Regions from separate parts of the Mus musculus genome. Here region 2 is linked to region 1. A link is a contact called in public promoter capture Hi-C data. All regions are on one chromosome and are shown on one strand. The core of a region is the stretch at or near the end of the contact, and the rest is flanking DNA. Distances in the headings are between cores, read along the strand shown. Region 1 holds the start of D3Ertd751e (DNA segment, Chr 3, ERATO Doi 751, expressed). Region 2 holds the start of Noct (nocturnin).

Region 1 (5,420 bases), core at 630-3,129:
TAATAAAACATGTAAAGTAGCCATTCATTTATTGCAATTAGAAGCTAGCTATAAACATTAAAACATTCAGCATAATTTATATCACATGGTGGTCAACGGTTGTGATACTGAAGCCATATTTTCTGGGCTCAAATTCTTGCTGTGATGAGCTAGCTTTCCAATTCGCTTACTTAGATTCCTATTTCATATGTTCTGAAGGTTTGCTAGACAGAAGCCTAGCATGTTTAATGTCAATACTAGATGTTTAGTGTCAATTTATTAAAATTACCAGTGAAACCTGCCATTAGTTTTCAATGCATGAAACTTCAACTGGCTTGTGCTTATTTTGACCATGATCATATAAAAACAAGCACTTCAAGTGCAAATATCAAAGTTCTATTTCACTACTCAGTTTAGACAAAACCATTGATAATTTTAATACAGAAGTCACACTTGGCTTTCTTCACCCTAATATATTCCTACCAAATGTAGGAAAATCTTTTTGAGTCAATAAAAAATGTTCCTCAGAAAGTACCCTATAGTGAACCTAAAAAAGAAATGGAGCTTGCACAATCAGTGTGTTTTTTTTTTTTTTGTTACGTTTATGGCCACTAAAAACCAGACCGGGTTGAATTTTCACTGATTCAAAGCTAAACTAACCCTTTGCATGGCTAGTGCCAACACATACATATTTAGCAGCGACTCTTTTTAGAGGAATGAGGGTAACACTGTTGATACTGTTTTATGAGTACAAGATTACTAAACGTCTTCAACGGTTAAACAAAAAGCCAAACTTCATCCAGGGCATACATGCCTTTTGTTTTGTTTTTGTGTGTGTCCACGTGGGGGAGTACGTCTATAGCTGTGTATGGACTGAGCTTGAGGCAGAGTATCAGTGGGATGTCATTCTCAAAGGCTGTTCACCTTTTTTAACCTACCTTTATTTTCACCAGATATTATCAAACAGGAAAAAAAAATCTTATTAACATGCCTGATTTTACTTTTTGCGACAATGACTTACTGACTCTGGAGTCACTTTCAAATTTGTCTAGGCTGCTGGATAGAGAGCACCCTTTTCCCTCATCCTGTCTGCTCCTCTCAAGCACTACTATTAAAGGCCATTTAATCTTTAAATTAAAGGGGATTTGCTTGGCTTTTTATGTGGGTGCTGGGGAATTCCAGGCAAGCACTTCATAACCAAGCTATCTCAGGCCCTGAGCATATTTAAAGAAACTGTATTTCAATGCATAAAAATATAATCAATTAAAAGCCTCAAAAGCCAATGATAAACTTCAAGTGAGCATTTTTTTATCGCTAATGTCTTTTGCCCCCAATATTTTGTGTATGTTTTATGTTTCAAGCTTTACAGCTCAAATACTCATAATATCACTTCGTAAAACTGTGAACGGTAGTTTATGCCCCAGTACAAATTTCATTTTATTTTTGCAGAATTTTATCTTTCCTTAAATCCGAAGAAACATCTCTGAAATACCTGCTAGATTTGCAGGCTATCCTGGATCCTGACCAGGTGCCTTCTTGAAGCCACAGGGTTAAATATTGGACAATAGTTCTCTTTTCTAGGCACAAGAACCAGTTTCAGACCTAGGAGCGACAGCTCTAAACTGGGGGGCGGGGTGAGGGGACCTTGAGTCACCTCAGCCCGAGGACTCACAGACCTCTCTGCACAGACTCCCACAGACGCTTAGTGTCTGCAAAACCAAGACTCGGGGGTGGGCAATGAAAATCCCTACCTAGTTAGTGCCTGCTCCTATCACAGTTTCCATACAAAAAAAAAAAAATTAATTAAATTAAAAATGCGCCACACTACCTCAGACAGACACTCGCTGCGCCACTGCGGAAGGCGCCAAGCAACCCACTCAGCCCCCAACGCGGCCTCAGGGACCCGCCCACCGCCTGACAGATAGCCAATCACCTGCCTGCGCCTGAGACGGCGCAATGACGCCTACCGACGCACGCGTGATGACGGACGCGGCGTCACCGTCTCCAAGGAACGGTCTGGGGCACCGCTTTCAAAGTCGCAGGGCGGGCCGAGTGGACTCCGCGGCCGCTCCTGCTTTCCCGCGGCCCTGGCGTCGCCCCTCAGCCGGCGGGGACGCTGCCGCCCAGCCAGGCGCGTCGCAGGGTCATCCTCCCGCGCGGTCTGACGGGAACTCGGCGCCCTCCGGCCGCGCGCGGCTCCGCGGCCCTTCTCGTCCGGCCGGGTCCGGCCGAGCGCGGAACGGAGTCTGAGGCGCGTCGCCTGGGTTCCGCGGAGCGGCGGGCCGGGCTGCGCCGCCGCGTGAGTGGGATGCTGATGTCTCCGCGCCAGGGCTCGGCTGCCCCTGCGACCCCTTAGCTTTTTGTTTGCCCTCACAGCGGGAGGCTGCTTTTTTGTTGTTGTTCGATTGCTTGCTTGTTTGAGAAATACCTTCTTTCCCCCCTGCGAGGAATCGATAAACGTGATGAAAACTCCAAACTAAAATATCGAAATGGCCACAGAAATCGACTTACTGAGAGACCAAAGTAAGCGCGCTCTGTTCCCTGATGGAAAATTCATCTGTAAGGTGCAGTGTCGCTATCGTTGACCTACTAATGTGTTGTGAATGCTGGTCGGGTCCCAGCGTGAAAAATGTTAAAAACTTAAAAAGAAGTGCTCTGCACAAAATGCTTGGTGATGTACATGAGGCTATGTATGTACTTAACGAAGCTGAGACGCTAGTAAATACTTGTAGAATATTCCTTGAGCGTGCACTGGAGTCGGCCAGGCACGAAATAGATTTGTAATGCAATGCGTCTGTTGTGCTCGAAGAAACTGGAGGGCTGATGGCCAGGAAGAGTTTCCAAGCCTGCAGGTTAGGACCTCCAGGCATTGCTCAGGTCGTTAGTTTAAAAGATGTTGACCTATGTTTCATTACGTGCCAGGTGCTATACATGTAGCTGATGTAAGGAGATTCTTGTTCTCCAAGCATGTAGCTGGCAGAAGGAGATACATAAATACCAAAAATACACTGAAGCAGCAGCAACTGCCGACTCGTTTGCATCAGATTCCAAGTAGTTGATGGAATTATTGAGCAAACATTGAAATAGCATCTACTAACATGGAGCTAAACAAATATTGACTATTATGCGGTTATTAAACTACTTCCAGAGGAGATGCCATTTGGACAGAATCTTGACATACCACTATGTGTTTACTGATAAGAAAGGTTTAGGTGTCCAAATTATTGGCAACATTGAGGAATTGGTAGTAATGCTTTGTTTAAAAACAAGACAGTTGCCTTGAACACTACATAGAGGTTTATAGAGGAGTACAGTTCGTTAGCTGCAGTTGTAATCATAGGTAAGAAGGATACCTATAGGACCTAAGGAAGATGTAGAGATTGAAGGCTGAGAGATTTGAAAGAGAAAGAGAGAAACTCAGGTATTTTCTTGAGCTACAGAGAAGGTTGGGGAAACATGCTGAACTCTACATTGAGACCAGAAGTAAGGACATACTCTTTAGATTTGTTTCTGTACATATATTGCCTAGCTCTCACATTTTACAAGTTTGATCTTGGTCAAAATTCTTAGCTTCTCTGTGCCTATGGTTAATACATGTTAAATGCTCTGCTCCCCCACCCCCATACACACTATTTATAGTGTTGTGGGATATATGCATACATATGTATACGTTCCATGTGTGTGTGTGTTGACATTACAATAGCATTATTTCTTAAGCAAATGAGTAGGAAAAACCTCCCTCACTCTATAAAGATGGATAGATCACAATCTGAGTGATCATCGTAAATGAGTTTTGCTTGGTGGAGAGACACCTGAATTTTAGAAGATGAGTTTTAGAAGAATAAAGCAACTGTAATTCTTAAATAAAAATTGAGTCCCAAATCTGAGCAAGCCCAAGTAAGAGAATTTATTTTAATTGAAAACTGAATTGTAAGTCAGTAAAACACAAGGGAGAATGGAAGAAGAGATTCCCACATAGAAGCATCAGAGCTCAAGGGCTTGAAAGGTCAGGAAATGGAAGCATGGAATTTTAAGGTTTGTATGAAGAGCTAAGAATGAGTGTTAGGAATCTGTGAGCTTTTTCTGTTACTAGAACTTGTATGCTAGTTAAAGATGGGGGTTGTCCCACTAGCCATACCACCTACCACTGTTGAGATAAAGATGACTCTCCATCCTTCCATTTGCCTCTCATACTCTCTACTGATTGATTGATTGATTGTTCATTTGTTTTTTTCAAGCATTGTTTCTCTGTTTAACAGTTCCGAGTGTTCTGGAACTAGATTTTTAGACTACACTGGCCTTGAACACTGCTCCTTCTGCCTCAAGAATGTTGAGATTAAAGGCGTGTGCCACCATACCCAGCCTTCTACATTGACTAAAGTGGATCTTAATTTCTTCTCACTGGATTAATTTGGTTTTTGTTTTTTTTGGTTTTTGTATGTTTATTTTGTTTTGAGAAGACCTGGCCTTAGATTCTCTCAATAGCCTAGGTTAGCTTCAAACTCATAACACATAAAGTAAATCTTTAACATTTTCAAAAGTCCATTAAGAATATGTCTTCATGTCTTCAGGGTACAGGAGGATTTCCTTTGTAGATTTGACTTTTATTAAAAGAAAATGGTATGTTAATAAACTTGAGTATTGCATGATACTGCCAATGTCTCCAACATTTACAGAAGCAACTGGTTAATGCATTTGCATATTTATGTGTGTTTGTTTATAACATAAATTTAAAAAAGAAAACAAGCGTCATGGCAAAGTGAAACGTTCTTGTAATATATACAATTTAAGTCCAGAAATGGGAATGGCGAGAACCTCAAAAAATTTATAACCACTCCCTCTTCCTCAAAGATAGTGAAATATAATCACTATCTTTAATGTTATACCTTAATTTAGTTTTTTCAATATTTAGTTTTAAAAAGTAAGATCATGACCTATTTATTCTTCTGTGCTTCATCATTTATAATACTTTGAAGTTCATTTTAATTGCTATACATACTTGGCAGTTTTAAAATTAATCACTTCTCTATTATGAGGATATCTGAGTTAGTCCCAGCTAGTGGATCACTGTTAATACTTTTGGTCATGGTTCTTATGGCTGGCTAGTTGATTATAGTGCCAAGAATTGTGTTCACCTTTAATTGTAGTTTGGTGATTTTAAACTCCCATCAGCAGTGTATAGGAGTTCAGCTTGTTCCACCAGTTCTCTTGGTAGCAGGAATGTGTGTTTCTGGAGACCAGAGGATGCCTCTGACGATGTCCTCGGGCTTTGGGCATTGTTTTCTTAACTAACTAACTAACTTCCTTTCTTTCTTTCTTTCTTTCTTTCTATTTCCTTTTGTCCTTTCCTTTTCTTCTCTTTATCCTTTTCTTCCTTCCCATACCCTCCCCACCTTTCTTTTCCTCCCCTCCCTTCTCTTTTCTCCTTCCTTCCTTCCTTC
Region 2 (5,484 bases), core at 2,841-5,340, 9.5 Mb before region 1:
ACCATTCGTATAGATCTGACTCCCCTTTCTGGAGTGTCTGAAGACAGCTACAGTGTACTTACATATGATAAATAAATCTTTAAAAAAAAAAAAAAAAGAATGTTTAAGACCAGCCTGGGCAACATGGTTGCCCTTTTCTCAAAAAAGAAAGAAAGAAAAACCACCACCGCCACCACCTGCTTAACATGAGCAAGGATCTTGGTTTAATCTTAAGAAAAAAAAGGGAAGGTGCTGGCCTAGAGACAGCGCAATAGTCAAGAGCACAGCTGCTCTTCTGGATCCTTCCCTCATCTGGTGCACTCCCAACAAACATCCCCAGGATTTGACGCCCTCTTCTGGCCTCCTCAGGTACTCCCACACCCTTGGCACGAGAAGCACCCAATTTTTTTTTTTTTTTGAAAATGAGGGCAGTGGTGGCTCACGCCTTTTTCCCCAGCACTCAGGAGGCAGAGGCAGAGGCAGGTGGATTTCTGAGTTCGAGGCCAGCCTGGTCTACACAGAGAAACCCTGTCTCCAAAAAAATAAATAAAATAAATAAAAGAATCTTTATTTAAAAAGTGAGAAGGAAGAAATAAAAGGGATTTGAGGACTTGTTATTTCTTTTTTATAATGTGGAACCTGGGTATTCGATTTGATTTACCAAACTCAATAATCTTGTTCTTGAGCAGAAATGAAATGTTTCCAAGATACTTTGAAGAATGCCGCCCCTTCTGCAAAAGGCTTCTTCTCCACCCTCATTTAACGCCTTAGATGTCCTTCTTCTTACCTTTCCTTTCCGCGTTGTTTCCTTGAATGGTTCACCTTCAACCCTAACCAGTTTCTCTTTTTCTTTAAGTCAGGGTTTCCTGGAACTCGGTAAACCAGGCTGGCCTCGAACGCATAGACCCGCCTGCCGAGTGCTGGGTTAAAGGTTTGTGTCAGCACCTCAAGCTGCATCTTCTCCTTTCAAGTCTAGTCCTGAATGCTGCGACCGCCTGAGTGAACCCCGGAAGTATCAAGAGTTAGCACTACAGGTCACCTCCACCTTGTCACAGCAAAAATGTCACTATGAGACTAAAAGGTGTTTCATTTAATGACACAGGCCTTTGTGAGAGCTCCCCCCCCCTTAAAAAACACAGGACTGGAACCATAACCTGTACCCCAGGCTGGCCTCGAATTCAAGATCTGCTCCTGGTCAGGCTACACTTTGAATCCCAGCACTTGGGTGCAGGGTTCCAGGACAGCAAGGGTTACATTGAGACTCTCAAAACAAAAAAAAAAAAGAAATGTTCCAGCCTGAATCACCACATCTGCTTAAATCTCACCTCTTAAAACAAAACAAAACAAAACAAAACAAACGAACAACCAAATCTAAAAATCCCGAGAGTTTGTTGTATGTGTGTAGGCACACGTGGATGCCTGGCAACACCTTGAAGGACTTAATTTCTCTCCTTCCATCATGTGGACTGAACTTAGGTCTTCTGCATCTTCACCATTTGCACCATCTCCTTAGCCCCAAATCTCACTTCCTAATGGGAAGTAAGCTCTTTGAATAACCTAAAGCTTAGACTCATCAATTTAATATATTACAGACTCTTCTACAGTGAGTGACACGGCATAAGAATGAGCAACGAATCAATGACTGTATCTTTCCCCCAAAGCTGCAAGAAACAGGAAACCTGCCTACACCCTGTGCTGTCTAAGATAGTTTAAGTACCACAAAAAAGCCTGCAATTTCTTTCTTTGCTGCTAGGGCCTATTGTAAAACCCACAGTCTACCACTTCCCTACCCTACCTCCTTCCATCTATAGGTTTTTACCCATAAATCCAAGGGGTTTCAATTAACTTTTAAAGAAATGCATTAGACATCGGTCAGAAGCCTCACACTGCCAACTCTTTGACTCCATTACCACAGCTGTCCTTGCTCTGAACTACATAACCCACCTGTGCACACAGATGTGCCTAATGACAAATCCGGCTTCTGAAGGAGTTGGAGGGGGCTGGTACCAGCCAACCTTTCCACCACCAAACCTAACAATGTTCCTCCTTGAGACGAGCAACAGGAAAATGGTGTTACTGGGATGCTATCCATCCCAACAGTTATTCCACAACCCACCAAGGTTCTATAGACCCTGAGGTGGGGGCACGACCCTGGACTTTCAAAAGTCTTGCCTTCCTTCCTACCTTTTTGAGACAGCTGTCTCTGTATAGCCCTGGCTGTCCTGGAACTCACTCTGTAGACCAGGCTGGCCTCGAACTCAGAAATCTGCCTGCCTCTGCCTCCCAAGTGCTGGGATTAAAGACGTGGGCCACCACTGCCCTGCGATAACTCGTTAAAGAAAGCCTCATGAAACTTGGCGCCACGTGCTAGCCTTTAATCCCAGCATCCGGTAGGCTGAGGCGGGTGGATCTCTATAAATTCGAACCCAGCCTGGTCTACATAGACAAGGTCTAGGACAGCCATGGCCATGTCTTGGGGGGAAAAAAAGGCAACAAAAGACAACCACAGGGAACCTATACGTTCTAATGTACACTCTGTCCTTAAATTCAACCAATACTCTCTCAAAATGTACTCTAGTAAAATAAGGATGGTTACTGCATCCGAATGTTAGACGGCAATAACCTAATTTGAGGTAACAACCAAATTACACTTTCTAGAAAAGTACTATGGAATAATTGCTGGTTCTGAAGGAGCGCCTACATTAAGTAATTGCTAGATTTGAGGGAGAAACTACTCATTTAAAAGCCATACTTGATTTATATGTAGTTTGTGACCGTCGCAATCTGCTTTTAGGCAGAAAGGAGACACTTAAAAAACACAAGATGATGTACAGAACTGACTTCATGAAAGGTTGATTTACCAGGGATTTAAGACGAAGTGGAAGACTCCCCCCCTTCCAAAACATAAATAAATTAATGAGCGTAACGAGTTAACATGTGCTATTACTACCAGGGCTTTGAGAAGATTCAGAGCCTGTAGGCCCTGCAAACCCAAGATCATGCCATTTTTAGATATTTTTTCCCCTTCATGAGGATGTCCACAAGCCGTCTGCAACCAAAGCGTTACCGCCCTGCATCGGGGGGTGGGGGTGAGGGGTAAAGCAAAACGTTAGCGACTGGGGTCACTGTGGCCACCGGGGATTCAGGGGGATCAGACACGAACGCGGAAAGCGAGGCCCCCTGAGCGGCGTTCCCTCCCTCCCGACGCGACGCCGGGGTGAACGCAGGGGACCAGCCCGCGGCGCCCATTCATTCCGCGCTCCCGCTCACCTGTTCGGGGACGCGACCTCGCGGCGCCCGAGGCCGCCGCCGCCTGCAGTTGCGGGGACTTGGGCCGAGATCCGAGCACCGGCGGGGCGAGCGTTCGGCGCGGGCCGGGCACGAGTGTGCGGCGCAGGCCGGGGGCGTCCCTGAGCAGCAGGGCCGAGCAGAGCCGCCGCGGGCTCTGATACATGCCGGGCGCCGCCGCGCTGACGAGCCGGGCCGAGCTGGGCGGGCGACGGTGGGGTGGGGGTGGCGCGGGACCGCTGCGCTGCGGGGTGTTCCTTCCTCCTCGTCCCTCGGCGCCGACCGGGCGAGCTGTGCCGGGAGGCAGACGCGGCGGCGGCAGCAGCGGCGGCTCACTGAGGCGAGGGAGCTAGCGCCGGGGAGCAACCGGCGAGCGGCGGCGGAGCGGGCGCTACCACGCGGTGGCTGCAGAGGGGGGGATCCGCGCGCACGACCAGGGCGCAGTCAGACCCGGACAGCTCCGGCCGAGAATGGACCGTCTGGATCAGTGACAGCGACTGTAGATCTCCCACGGGGCGGAGGCTGGGGGCTGGCTGACACCGCGGGGATTCGTTAGAGAGGCGTTCCGGGAGCCTCTGTCCCCTCCCGCCGGCTGCAATGGGAGCGTCCACAGGCTGGGAATCCCGGGTTGGTGCCAGCGCTGAGTGTGTGCGAGCGCGTGTCTGGGAGAACGTCCTCCCCGAGCTGTGGGCTCCACGCTCCGCGGTGCTGAAGGAGATTAGGCACCAGGACGCGCTGGCTACTTGTGTGGCGGCTGCGACAAGCATCCGCCCCTCAGGCACGAGAGGCGGAAACGGACTGCAGGGCGTTGAGCGTCAGTCCTGCCAGAAGGTCTGGTGGAATTGGCCTTGGAGCTAGCTGGGCCCTGATTGGAGGGCTGGAAGTCACACCTGGGAGACAGCACTGTAGTTATGGAAAATGAAGGCTAAGGGAATTGGGGAGGGGGGGGGGAAACAAAACAAAACAACCCCCCCCAACCCAAAACAACTGCTTGGGATGGGCCAGACGTAATTTGGACTGTTACCGAATTTAAAGCATTATCCATCCAATAAACCACTGAAAAAGCCAAATTGAAAGTGGAAAGCAGGTGCGGCGGTGAGGGCGACCGCCTTTAATCTCAGCACTGGGGCAGGGGCCCGGATCTTCAACATGGTCTGGAGAGATCCGGCCGGCCAGAGCTACACAGTGAAGCTCTGTCTCAAAATAAAAACAAAGAAACAGAAAAACACCAAACAAACAAAACCCTCAAAACAACAACAAGAATACAAACGAACAAAACTGAAAAAAGGAGATGTACTTAATATGCCCACATGGGGTAGAAGGACGAAGAGTTAACCTCTCTCTGGGATCCCAAAATGAGATTAAAGTTCAAATAGAAGGCCAGGGGTATGCACATCTCAGCAGTCCGGGTCAAAGCGATCTGACTAGATAGAACTGTGTGAATTCCCGCTTCCTGAAAGAATTCCCCCTCAAGCAAAGGCCTTTTCCTTTTCCCAGCAGGAGTTTCCTGAAGGAAATTCCCATTTCTTGGGGGGTCCATTGTTTCAATAGTCTGAGAGTCAGATGCACACACCCACATTCTCTTGAGAAAACCCTTATTTTTGTCAGCTCTGTTGCAGGGATGCTAGGATATGGTCAGAGCTGTGTTTTAATCGGATGCCATATGTTCCAGGAAAATGCTGGAGATGTTGCTCAGTGGTGGAGCACTTACACAGCACTTGAGAGGCCCAAGACTCACATTCTCACCTAAGGGGGTATGGAGAGGGAAGGGGTGGGGGGAGGCGGAGAGGGAAGCAGGAGAGAATGAGTTGAAGAAATACCTCAGGTAGGTTGTGTAAGGAGTGACTAACCCTAACCGGGAATGGAAAAGAAACTTTGAATGAGTATCGTCACCAAGGATTCAAAATGCTTTCCAGACCTGGCCTAAAACATCTAACACCCACAGGATACGGATGAATCAGCTGACAAGCCGATGACAGCATCGGGGCCAGGAACTCCTTAGCTGGTCATTATTAGCGTCTGAGGCTCAGTTTTCTTATCTGTACAGCAATCAATCGCCCATGAGTCATTAGGCAAGGCAAAGGGTCATAAGAAGGTAGCAAGTGCTTTGCAGATAGAACAAAATACAGCAGTTGGTTTACAGTTTAGGTAATGGATCTATGGATGCTGACTCCCTCCCTCCCCCAACCCCCACCACACACCACATTTTCTCCCCCC

Evidence for each region. Promoter capture Hi-C pulls out the DNA fragments that hold promoters and counts their contacts.
Region 2: a contact with region 1 is called in a promoter capture Hi-C map of pre-B cells. The contact joins the promoter of Noct here to the promoter of D3Ertd751e in region 1. A contact is called at or near these places in 1 of 39 promoter capture datasets (pre-B cells) and 1 of 484 Hi-C or Micro-C datasets (CD4 T cells).

The regions. Positions count from the first base shown.
Region 1 is chr3:41,739,077-41,744,496 of GRCm38.p6, reverse strand. It overlaps D3Ertd751e (DNA segment, Chr 3, ERATO Doi 751, expressed), which reads right to left and starts at 1,879. Exons shown (of 6, transcript NM_001099785.1): 1 at 1,808-1,879. It overlaps Sclt1 (sodium channel and clathrin linker 1), which reads left to right and starts at 1,983. Exons shown (of 21, transcript NM_001081411.1): 1 at 1,983-2,502. The coding sequence starts at 2,469.
Region 2 is chr3:51,223,053-51,228,536 of GRCm38.p6, reverse strand. It overlaps Noct (nocturnin), which reads right to left and starts at 4,090. Exons shown (of 3, transcript NM_009834.2): 1 at 3,250-4,090. The coding sequence starts at 3,433.